2 separate regions of the Anser cygnoides genome follow, and region 1 is linked to region 2. The links are chromatin contacts, called in public Hi-C maps. All regions are on one chromosome and are shown on one strand. Each heading gives the region's core, a stretch centred on a gene start, on an enhancer-like site or on the middle of the called end of the contact. The rest is flanking DNA. Distances are from core to core; before and after follow the strand shown. Region 1 overlaps SAMD12 (sterile alpha motif domain containing 12). Region 2 holds the start of EXT1 (exostosin glycosyltransferase 1).

The links. Hi-C and Micro-C count contacts between places; a contact is called where the count stands out from the background.
Region 1: a Hi-C map of liver shows a contact between it and region 2, with 2.5 times the contacts expected there. The contact joins the enhancer-like site here to the promoter of EXT1 in region 2. A contact is called at or near these places in 2 of 7 Hi-C or Micro-C datasets (both in liver).

Annotation. Positions count from the first base shown.
Region 1 is chr2:149,367,192-149,372,805 of Taihu_goose_T2T_genome, forward strand. All of the region lies in intron 5 of SAMD12 (sterile alpha motif domain containing 12), which reads right to left. Among named protein-coding and RNA genes, the nearest start is that of EXT1, 67 kb to the left of the region's middle. Within about 2 kb of position 1,935, at least 2 of the 3 cell types and tissues checked have open chromatin away from gene starts, as enhancers often do. A contact at or near this core is called in liver, where this site is marked.
Region 2 is chr2:149,299,472-149,305,080 of Taihu_goose_T2T_genome, forward strand. EXT1 (exostosin glycosyltransferase 1) reads right to left here and starts at 3,232. Exons shown (of 11, transcript XM_013184993.3): 1 at 1,697-3,232. The coding sequence starts at 2,670.

The DNA of each region.
Region 1 (5,614 bases), core at 685-3,184, 66 kb after region 2:
AATTTGCATAAAATTCAGAGCAAATGGAATGAAAAATAAATCCACAAATTTCCTCACTTAATGAGAGGAGGATGAGAGATGTACCTGATTTTTAGGAAGAGTGTTCAACCACTAGTGTTTGACCTAAGTCTTAGACAAAGGAGCAGCCCCGATCAAACGTTTTTATGAAGTGAGATGTGTGCAGCAAGGAATTCTTCTGAAAAAAAAAAAAATCCTCTGCCTGGCTTCTCCAAGTAATTCCTCACTCCCTGAAAGCCAAATTCTTGTCCAAACAAATTCTGTCAGGCCTTATAGTCTGGCTCCATCCCACCTAATCAAAAGCATTTAAAAGCCTTCATAAGCTTAGAATCTAACTACTTCATATTCGAAGTATAAATACAGCCTCCAATTTGAACTGCCCTCTGGATGCTTATCTGAACTGGTGGCTTGAAAGGGGCTTCTGGTCTCCCAGCTTCAGGCAACCAATGCAAGTTTGGTGGGAAGAATCCAGGTTGTACTATTTCCTGACTGCACGCTTCCAGAACAGAGGAATTAAGCACTTCTCCATTGTGTCTGGTTTTCTACTTTGTGGCAAGAGAGATTTTCCAAAGAGATAAGAATAAAATGTTTCACTCAAGAATTTCAAGAACTCAGAAGTAGCTTGTGATACCTGAAATAGCACTACTGATAAACTCGCTTTGTATCTCCTCCTGACCCATGACACCTATCTTTAAGATATCCTCTGCCAGCCAGCTGATAAGACTTGTCTAGAAGCTCCAAGTGACTAACTGGTAAGAATACATCTCAAAGAGAACGCTTTTAATTACGTTTGACATCCTTCTATACATTTCGTGAGATAATAAATACATTTTCACCAGGTTTCCACTGATGCCATATGGCTGCTCACAAAAAGCTGAACAAATAAAGTATAATGAGGCTCATTAAACTAAAAAAAAAAAACGATCTGCGATTAGAAGGACTTTTGGAATTTGCAAGATGAGTTTCAGATGGAGGAGATACCCTGTATATTGCTGCTTTGGACTTTCTGGTCAATGGCCATAGTATCAGAGGTACCAGTGGAATTATGAAGAGAAGCAGACTCAGGAAAACTTGAATTATGAATAGAAGGTAGAACAGAATCAGCTTTCACAGAATTATATGCAAGCCACTCATCCTTAAAAGTGGAAAAATTGAGAGATGCCAGTTAATGAATGTGACAATAATGACTTGGAACCAGAAAACAGCTTCAGATGGTCAGATGACTATGAATTTGATGGTGCTAGGCCAGGATTGCAGTTGCAGTAGTAGGGTGAAAGAGCTATGGGCAAGAAATGGGAAAACGGTTCTACTACGGGGACAGTGTTTGCCTTTCCTGGCCACACGAGAGGGAAAGGAGATCCAAGGAAAATAAAAACAAGTCACAAAGTACCGCGGACCTGTGTTAATGATTCACACAGGGATCACCAGGCAGCAGCGACAGCAGGCGCAGTGGTTGCTTGAAGAGGTTCTCGAGGGTCTGTTTACTCCAAACACGCGGTTGCCTTACCACCAGACTGCACGTATCTTGGGGGGCAGAGGACAACCCCTGCAAAGGAGGTCAACCTCTGCCACTACCAGATGCTTCCCGGTTCGGTCAGGAATTGTGATCTGGAAACACGAAGGGCAGTCCCTGGCTACCCCCTGGGCAGGGCAGAGGTCCGGCTCTGTTGCCAGCACAGCTGAATCTTGGCTTCCTTATTTGTTTTTCCTGCGTTGCTGTTTCATTTCGTTTCCATTTCCCACTCAGTAAACATCTGTTTGCTTAAATCTCTTGCTGCTTATTGCTTGTGAGATGGAAATCTGCATATCACTGAGTCCACATACAGAGCAATTTAGCACCAAGGCATGGTGAGAACTACAGCAATCCCAAAAAATAGAGTCGGGATCCCTACTATCACCTTGTGACACATACAAATAACCAGGCAGTGCCGTGTCCCTTCCACCAGGGATTTCTGAGTGTTTCCAGCAGCACTAAAGGATGCTTTTGGGTGACCCCAGAAGTTATGATATGGATACAGCCACCTCAGGCTTCATTTGCACTGTGGCCGCTCTCACTTGAGCTATGCTAGTTAGAGAAGAATCACTTGAGCTAATTCTGCACCGAAAATCTGTCTAGAGCCTTAGAGAAAAGCCCAGCTGGTATTATTGTAGGACGCATCCACTGCTTAATTATTTGTTAGAAGTGCGGCTCAGAAAGATTAGGTCGTTTATTACAGTTGCCGTCGGAGCCAGCCTCCCTTCCCTCTGCTTCTCATGTCTGAGTGCGTGCTGCTTCTCTGCTGAGCCGAGGACAAACAGGATGGCAGTGAGTCACCTGCTTTTGGAATCGCTGCGCTGATAGCCTGTGTTTTTTTTATTTTATTACACATTTTTATGGTGAGATTATTCAAGCAAAGGGAGCAGAAATCAATCAAAGGAAGGGCTGCTGCCAATTATTCCAAGGTAGTCTTTCATATTGGACCTAACCCTACTCTTACCCCTATGGTACTAAAAGCTGGTCACAGCATGGCACTTACACTTCACATCTTCGCATTTCCCTTTCCCTCTAGTTTTAACGGACTTGCAGTAACAACAACTATTGTGTCTCTAACCCCCGGCAATTTCCTAAAGCTCAGTGCCTTTACCTAAACCCATCGCACCGCAAGGCGCCTCGGTAGGATCCCTGTTTTAGACATTAATGTCTAAAATAACGTCTTTAATAGAAGCAGCAGATGTACGAGGAAGAAATGAAGACATACAGAACAGGAAAGAGGGAGGACAGCACTGATTAAGTTTTGCTGTGTTACAGCTTGTTCTTTCAGAAAGCCTTGCCATCAGCTGTTCCCTAGCGCCGTGCATGTGTCTCTTTTGGCTGGAAAGCACTGCTTTGTGTGTCAGCTGCAGCATGACTTCTCCTGGCTATTGCTCACTAATTGCAGACCCACTTCAGGGTCATTCAGCTGAGCAGCCTATCTCCTCAACAGGATGCTGCATTTCCCCGGTACAAAAAAACGCTCCGCGTGGCACATTATGCCGAAGGCCCTACAATGAGATGCACAATGTACGAATTACACTACATCCGCTGTATACTTTCTCCCGTCTCATGTCTTTTTTAAATGAAAATGAAATAAGCTAATTCAGGATTACACTTTTGGTGTCGATCTAACTGTGATTTTCCCTCTTTGGGCGTGTAAATGCATGTAGAGGAGCAGTGCACTTCTCCAGTACCTTGAAGGATACAGACTACAATGATATCCGAACATCACAAAACAAAAGGGCCCCAACTCTTCAGGCCACGTGTCTTTAAAAGGTCCTTTCATAAGGAAAGCGCTGTTAGGCAAGAAAATGGAAATAATTCATGGTGGCACCATCTGCAAAGTCCAGAGGATTCACAATTGGCCAGATAACGTGGAAGAAATGTATCAGAAATGATCAAAATAGGGAAAAAGTGACAACCTTTGTACTTATTTACAGGCTGCTCAGATATCCAGAGGGAACTCTGCATAGCTCTTAAAACTCCCCGAGCTGGGGAGACTTTTATGAGATTTCACTACCCCTGTCATATTCACCCTATTTTACGTTACCGCAAAGAGGACTTAACGCTGATAAAATATACTTCCAAAGAGCACATTAGTTTCTTTTTGGAATGATGAGTTTCCATTAAGACTGACAGGTATTTTCCATAATTTCCCATGGGAGACTATCCCCAGACTCCTCTAAAAGGTTCTCAAACCCCACTGCTACTGCCATTCAAAACACACAAGCACAACACCCTGCTCCTACTGCCCGACTCAAAGGGCTGTTCAAAAACAAATGACAAATCCTTCAATAAATTGCTGCTGAATACAATTTGCCTGCCCTCCTTGATTTTGCTTATAAGGAAGAGTGTTTTGTTCGCATTACTCTTCCTGCCAAAAGCGTATTATCACAAGCTAAAGGGGGAAATTACTTTGTGGGAGCCTTTAATTAAAAGAGGGTAGCGTTTCATTGCCTTTCTTCTTTGTGATAGACACTGCCATCCCTCCCTTCTCCTTTCTCCATCTCCCAAAAAACAATCCGGAACAGGTTGGCATGATGATCTTGTACCGAACCTCCATCACCGCTGAAATTCACTCCTTTTATACGCTGGCAGAATGCAACATTGCATAACGCTATAAATAACTTTCTATTCATCAAGGGCCTGCCTGGGACTGGCTATCACGCTGCTCTTTCTAGCACTGTCCAATAATTGCAAATTACAATTTTCTCACCAATGTGTTTATTGAGCATTAAGAAATAATTGCAAGGAGCATGGTATCACAGTCTGGCTTTTTTCTTTCTTTCTTTCTTTCTTTTTTTCCTGTCCCATTAGTTGCATCTAAATTGTTCAAATTTCAATGTGTTGTTGAGAGGAAAAATTAATACGAGCATCCTTTTCTATATTGTTAACTATGTATACATTATATATATATAATTTCTATACTGTTAACTTTGCCCTGGACTAGGAAACTAGTCCTTCATGCCTGCTATGTTCATTTTTTCTTGGATGAGAGATAGTGTATGTGTGAGTGTGTGTGTTTCTGGGTGATTAGACTCCTTACCTCTGCTTCCCTTCTATCTTCACTTCTATCTACTTGACTGAAATATCAGTCAGAAGCCTGTACCAGACATCCTCGTGCTATTTGTGATCACATATCTTTCAGGGATTTGCTGTCTGGCAGACCACTGCAAGATTTTTAGGACCTTCTGCAGTAATTCCATTTTTTCCTGGAATCAGAATTTTCTCTTCTAAATGGATTCCCTCTTCCTTTTGGGGCTGCTATACATCTATGAAGCATATCGTGCTTTCAGTGCTTAAAAACTCCTGGATCAGCAGAAGTGTGTGCAACAGTAGATGTTAAGGGCTTCTCTGACAGCATGAGGCATTTGGATGGTAAACTCCCAAGCTCATTTCCAATGAAACTATGGGGTTTTTATTCTCACTGTTATACAGCGCAAATTTATCACAATTGGAATAAAAGACTTGGCAAAAAACATAAGCACCTCCTTGTCAAGAAACCATTATCTAAATAGCCTCTGAGATGTATCACAAGCACAAAACCACATTGTTTCCTCAGGAGATGCCTTTCAAAGCCAAGAGGTAAAAAAAGGCAGGGAAAAATACAAGGTTCAGAAAAAGATGACCCAAGGTCTGTACACTATAATTCAGCATACGTGAGCTCAAATCCGAAATATGGAAACACTGAGGAAAATTAAGGTAAATCACCCTAAACAATGAAGGCCCTGTGTAGGAGGTTGCATGCCCTAAACCTACAAATGGATGCTTTCATTCAAGCATGAAGTAGTCATAACTCACTACATCGTAATTCTCCTTAGAGGATTTTATGTGCTTTATCACAGATGCATTGATTTAAGGCATTAGCTGATTTGGCTTATCTTTCCTCCATGTATTTGGGCATATATGGCCCTGCTCTGTAATGACTCATTTGAAAGTTGAGCCCAGATTCAACACAGCAATTTGCCCTATTGGTATAAATCTCTCTCACCCCCAGATAATTGCGGGACAGGTCAGGAAAAGAGAGGGGTCCTGAGCACAGCCAATGCTATGAAAGTATCTACTGAACTCCACGTTGAAGTG
Region 2 (5,609 bases), core at 1,982-4,481:
TGCGAACGAGGGTTGTGTACGCTCTTCCCTACGAAACAAGCTGCAAAGACATTTTAGGGAGGCCAGGAAATATGGGGAGAGCTGTTATCTTTTATTAGGCCAAATGCTGTAACTGGGAAAAAAGGAAGAAAAAATAAGGCTGTAGTCACGTCAAACAACCGGCTGGTGTTTGCTTTATGACAACTTGACAACACGCACTCTGCAGAACAGAACAAACGATCAAGACTCTTCATATCTGTAAACTAGCTCAAATTACTCCAAGCTCTGCCAGACAACAGCATGACCTGAGAGGCACAGCTGCCAGGTCTGCCTTCTTCTCTGCCACAGCCCGCGTCCCTATAACCGTGCCCTACAGGGCGGCCAAAAGAGCTCCTGGGTCACCAAGAGCGTGAGTCCAGCTTAGCAGCTCCGCTGGATTTCTCATCATCTGGTACCTCTGCTGGATTTTTTCCGCACCATTTCATCACTCCATCGTCAGTTTCCCAAAAGCGAATGGCATTAAAAGTGTAGGAAGTATTTGCACCGCTGTCTTCTCCCCCCTTAGGGGGAATTTACAAGAACGGGAAGGCGAACAGAGTTCACCCAAGAACACACAGCCCTCCTCGTGCTTTGGTGCTGACCCGGCCGATCCCTCTCACAGCCCCATGGCTACTTTCGGTGGAGAAGCAGGCAGCCAACTGCAAATTTTGATCAGCGTTAATGGCACTGTAGGTTCTCCACCGCTCCTCCCCAGGAGTATTTTCCCACCCACGCTCACTATGCATTGCAAACCCCTTCCTCTAGCCCTCGGCAGCTCCGCGGTGCGAGGCTGCTCTGTTTTAATTCAGCGCCTGGCTCCCGCAACGCGGAACACATTCCCATGCTAAAAACTTCGCGTACATCCACTCCGCAGGAAATGTAGCGGTGGTCAGCATTTAAACGGGCTGCAAACAGCTTGATCAGCACCGCGGTTCTGGAGGCAATTCCCAGGAAGCGATTTTCCCGGCAGCTCTTTGTACGAACCTGAAAAGCGTACTGGAAAGGTAACGCCACAGCAACCTGACGGCGCCAGCAAATAAAAACAAGTATCGGGGAAAGCCGAGAGCGGGAGCGTTAAGGGAAAATGCGAGCTGCGCTCACACCACGGACGCGTTCCCTCACACACAAAAATCAGGAACTCGAGCACGGGGCATTCACACGGAGAGCTTCTCTTTCTCCTCCTCGCTCCTCTGATGTTGTATCAGCTCGAGCCAAGGGGAAACCGGCCCGCGAGGCAAGTTGCTACCTCGGGTAAACCACCCGGGGAAACCACCTGGACGGCAGGCAGCGCTTTCGGACACCATCCCAACCGCCGCTCTCGCCAACTCCAGCCCTCCCCAAACTTTGTCTCGGGCAGGGCATCTACCCGGAGAGGCCGGACGGGGAGGCAGGGTAGCACCAGGTGCCCGAGCATCCTCCAGCAGCATCCTCACTCGCCGAGCCGAGGGCACCAGCGCTCCGCCGGTCCCCAGGCGACGCGAGCCGCAGCCGCGTCCCCCGTGGCCCCTTCCACCACCTCCCTCCCCGCTCCCCGACCCGAGGCATCGCCCAGGGCCAGCCAGAGGGGTACACGGAGACTCTCCTCTGTCCCGAGGGCAGCCACCGGCGCTCGAGAGCTCGCCCTCGGGCGCCGTGGCCCCGGAGCCGCGCGCGCGAGGCGGGGGCAGCGCTCACTTACTTCTCGTATTCGGTGTTGTCTCTATCGCAACGCGAATCCTTGTGCTTTTGCCAGTCTTTGCCATGCTTGCAGGTGGTCAAGAGGACAACATCCTCCCCGTTATGGACGTGATATAAGGCATTCCTGGTGTCTGACCCTATCCCTGTCAGGTACCTTTTCCCCTTGAATACCAACATGTACTTCCTGAGAGGAGGGATGGTGTTAAACCTCAAAAATCCCTTCTCCCCTCCTGTCCTAGGATGATCCTTAGAAAAGAGCGGAATAGAAACATCAAAATTGGGTCTGAAGTTTTCAGTACTGATGCTGGCTTTGGCCAGCATGGCCTGGCCGATGTCGAAGCCCACGTCCTCGGTGTAGTCGGGCCAGGTGCCGGAATATAAATTAAAAATCAAGTGATTTCTACCATTGTTCCACAAGTGGAGGCTCTGCACTTTGGAGCGGAGGTTGTGCACGTACTGCGGGGAGAGCTGGTCCCGGTCCAGCGTGTCCAGGCTGAGGACGAAGAGACACGCCTGGCTGGGGTCGGAGGTGTAGAAGCGGGAGCCCTCGATGGCCGCCAGCACGTTCTGGTAGCTCTCGGCGATCTTCTCCCCCTTCTGCTGCGGGTACACGTAGACCTTGAAGCCGTTTTTCTGGCAAAGGGCGAAGTCGAAGCAGGACTCCATGCGGCACCGCCGCCCGCGGTACAGCCCGGCGCTGCCGTCCCGCCGCTGCCGGGGCGAGACCCGGCCGCCGCCGCCGCCGCCGCCCCCCCCGGCGTCGCCCCCCCCGGCCCCCTCCGGGTCCGCGAAGGGCCGGAGGGCGTCGGGGAAGCGGGGCCAGGGCCGCTCGCTGCCGGGCCGCGGGGGAGCCCCATGCCGGCCGCCGGGCGGCGGGGCGCGGGCTGCCCGCAGCTGCACGCCTCCGAGGTAGAGCAGCAGGGCGAGACAGGTGGCGGCGGAGAGCAGCGTCAAGTAGCGTTTTTTGGCCTGCATGTGGCCGCCGGGGGGTCCGGGGGGCTGCGGAGGAAGGCTGCGGGGGCGGCCCCACTTCTCCGGGCGCCGCTCTCAGCTCCTCCGCCGCTCCGCCATCTTCTCCTCCTCGCCGCCGCCGCCGCCGCTGCCGGCCGCTTCCAGCTCCCCTCGCCCGCCTCCTCCGCTCGGCGCCGTTCCCCAAGCCGCGGGCTGGGGCCGCGCATGTGGGCGACCGCCCGCCCGGACCTCCTCGCCGCCGGGCTCTCAGCGGCGGGCGGCAGCGGGCCGGCGGCGGCCCGGCGGGGCGCCCCGCATGCACTCAGGGGCCGGCCCCCCGCGCGGGGCGGGCACCGGGGCAGCCCCGCTCCCGCCTTCGCGGCGCTGCGCTCCGCCACGCTCCCTCCCCTTCCTCCTCCTCCTCCTCCTCCTCCTCCTCCTGCTGCTGCTGCTGCTCCCGCTGCCGGCGGCGGGGCGCTCACAGCCTGACGAAGCCCTGCATCGCCCCGAGCTGCCCTCCGCGGAACGGCGGCGGGGACCGGCGGCAGCCCCCTGCTCCTCCTCCTGCTCTTTCTCCTCCTCCTCGTCCCTCCGCGCGCGTCCCCCCCCCCCGCCCCCCGCCCGGCTCCGCCGCCGCCGCCCCCCCCCCCCTCCCGCTGCCGCCGCCGCCGCCCCCGGCCCGGCCCCGGCCCCGGCCCCGCCGCGCTGACCTCACCCAGCCACGCAGCCCCGCGCCCCCATTGGCTGGGCGTCACGTCCGGGGGGCGGGGCTTCCGCTGCGCCCATTCATAAAGCCGCCGGGCGGGGGGCGGGGGGGGGGGGGCGCTGCGGCGGCGCCGGGGCGCGCCGAGCCCCCGGGGGTGTCCCCGTAGGGGGGCGACCTGTGGGGTGTCCGCTGCTGTCACCGCTGGGTCGTGTCCCCGAGCGCCTTCACCCCGGGGGAGGTGACTCCGCCAACGCCCCCCCCCCCCACGCTGGAACCACCCGTCCCAACGCCTGGCTGCTGTTTCTGAGATGGTCTGGGCGGCTGTGCCCCCTGCCACCCGCCGAGCTGGGTCTCATGGCTGGTAGGATAAGCCCCCGGGACAAAGGGCTTTCTAACTGTAAAACTTACCGTAGGAAAACTCAGGTTGGAAGGGACCTTGAAGATCATCCTGTCCCAACGCAGGCAAGGGTGGATGCCACCGACTAGATGTGGTTGCCCGGGGCCCCGTGCTTTTATGTGCTGCTATGCTTTGAGTTTGTAAGAGCAAGAAATTAAACCTCAAAAATGGGGGAAAAATAAAAAATAAAAAAAATAAATAATAAAAATAAAGGAGGCTCAGGGGAGACCTCATTGCTCTCTGCAGCCGCCTGAAAGGAAGGTGTGGGGAGCTGGGGGTCGGCCTCTTCTCGCAGGTAACCAGTGATAGGACCAGAGGGAATGGCCTCAAGTTGTGCCAGGGGAGGTTCAGGTTGGAAACAAGGAGACATTTCTCCTCAGAAAGAGCAGTCAGGCACTGGGACGGGTTGCCCAGGGAGGTGGTGGAGTCACCGTCCCTGGGGGTGTTCAAGGAAAGGCTGGACGTGGTGCTTGGGGACATGGTTTAGTGGGTGACATTGGTGGTAGGGGGGATGGTTGGACCAGATGGTCTTGGAGGGCTTTTCCAACCCTACTGATTCTGTGATTCTACAATAAGTGCTCCAGAACAAGCACCCCAAACCTCATGGGGCTGGCCAGGGAGCAGCTGCTGGTGGTCGAGTGCTGCTACAGGCAGCTGCTGGAGCACCCGAACATCCCTCCAGCTGTGTGTTTGTGCTTGATCTCACCCACTCCTCAGCGTTTAGCTCCGTAACCAGCAGCCTGGTTTGCTGGAGGGAGCCACGCTGCTGGTTGGGTGGCGAACCCGATGGCACAGCCGGGCTGCAGGAGGTGGCAGGAGAGCAGCAGGACGTGTGGCAGCAATGCCTGTGCACACACGGCTCTGCGAGGGGCAACAACACCAGAGATGTTTCGGTGTGCGGGTGTCAGGCCTTCCTAGCTCAGCAATTGAGGGCAGTGGAATGGGATGGGGCGGGCTTCAAGCTGGTTGCACAAGCCGTAGATGCCAAGGAACCATCCCATGGAAAAACCTGTGCCAACACGCTTGCCCTACTGCTGGTACCAGTGTTAAAGCCATAACGGGTGGGTCTCCCTCCGCTGCGATCCCACCTCCCACCCTCCTGCTGCTGTGCCGGAGCAGAGTTGGGTCAAGCCAGCCGAAGGCCACAAACCCTGTCCTGACAAACAGCGTGCCCGTCCCCATGCTCTTCCATGCCCCTGGGGCTCCTGTCGTGTCTTCTCCTCATCTCCCTCCCTTCTGTGGAGCTGAGAAGAAGAAATGTGAAGATAACAGGCGTGAAGACGTCGTGCCTCCTCAGCAAAGGAGAGCCTAGCAGAGGAGGACGCGTTACCAATGGGAAATGAGGTCTGATCTCGTGGCTGGCGCCAAGAGAAGACAACTCCCTTCCAAAACAATTTGACTGTAGGGAGGACGGCTGAAGGAAGGAGGCCGGGGTTTCACGCAGAGGAAAAGAGTGAGAGTAATAACGCGGAAATTTCGGGGTCCTAGTCGAAAGTGATACTTATGGCTGGTGTAGATTTGGGTCCGGGGGCAGAAATTCTGGCCTGGGATGTGAAAGCAAGGAAGCGGGATTAAATATTAATGTGTTAATTAACCCTGTAATCCTTCCCTGAAACATTTGTCACAGCCCACATACCAAAACTGGGATGCTGTTCAAGAAAAAGAGGTCAGCTTCTTGAAAGGTGAACCAAGGCTGCTCGCAGAGGCACCTTCTGTCAAGCGCAGGAAGATGGAATCCCATTACTGTCTGCAAATTAAGCCTCTGGGGACCAGTTTCAAACAGAAGAGGAAGCCTGCGAGCTTTGCTGTCTGTGCCAAGGACGGTAGCTGCTGCAAGCCGATTTTGAGGATCGGGTGCTA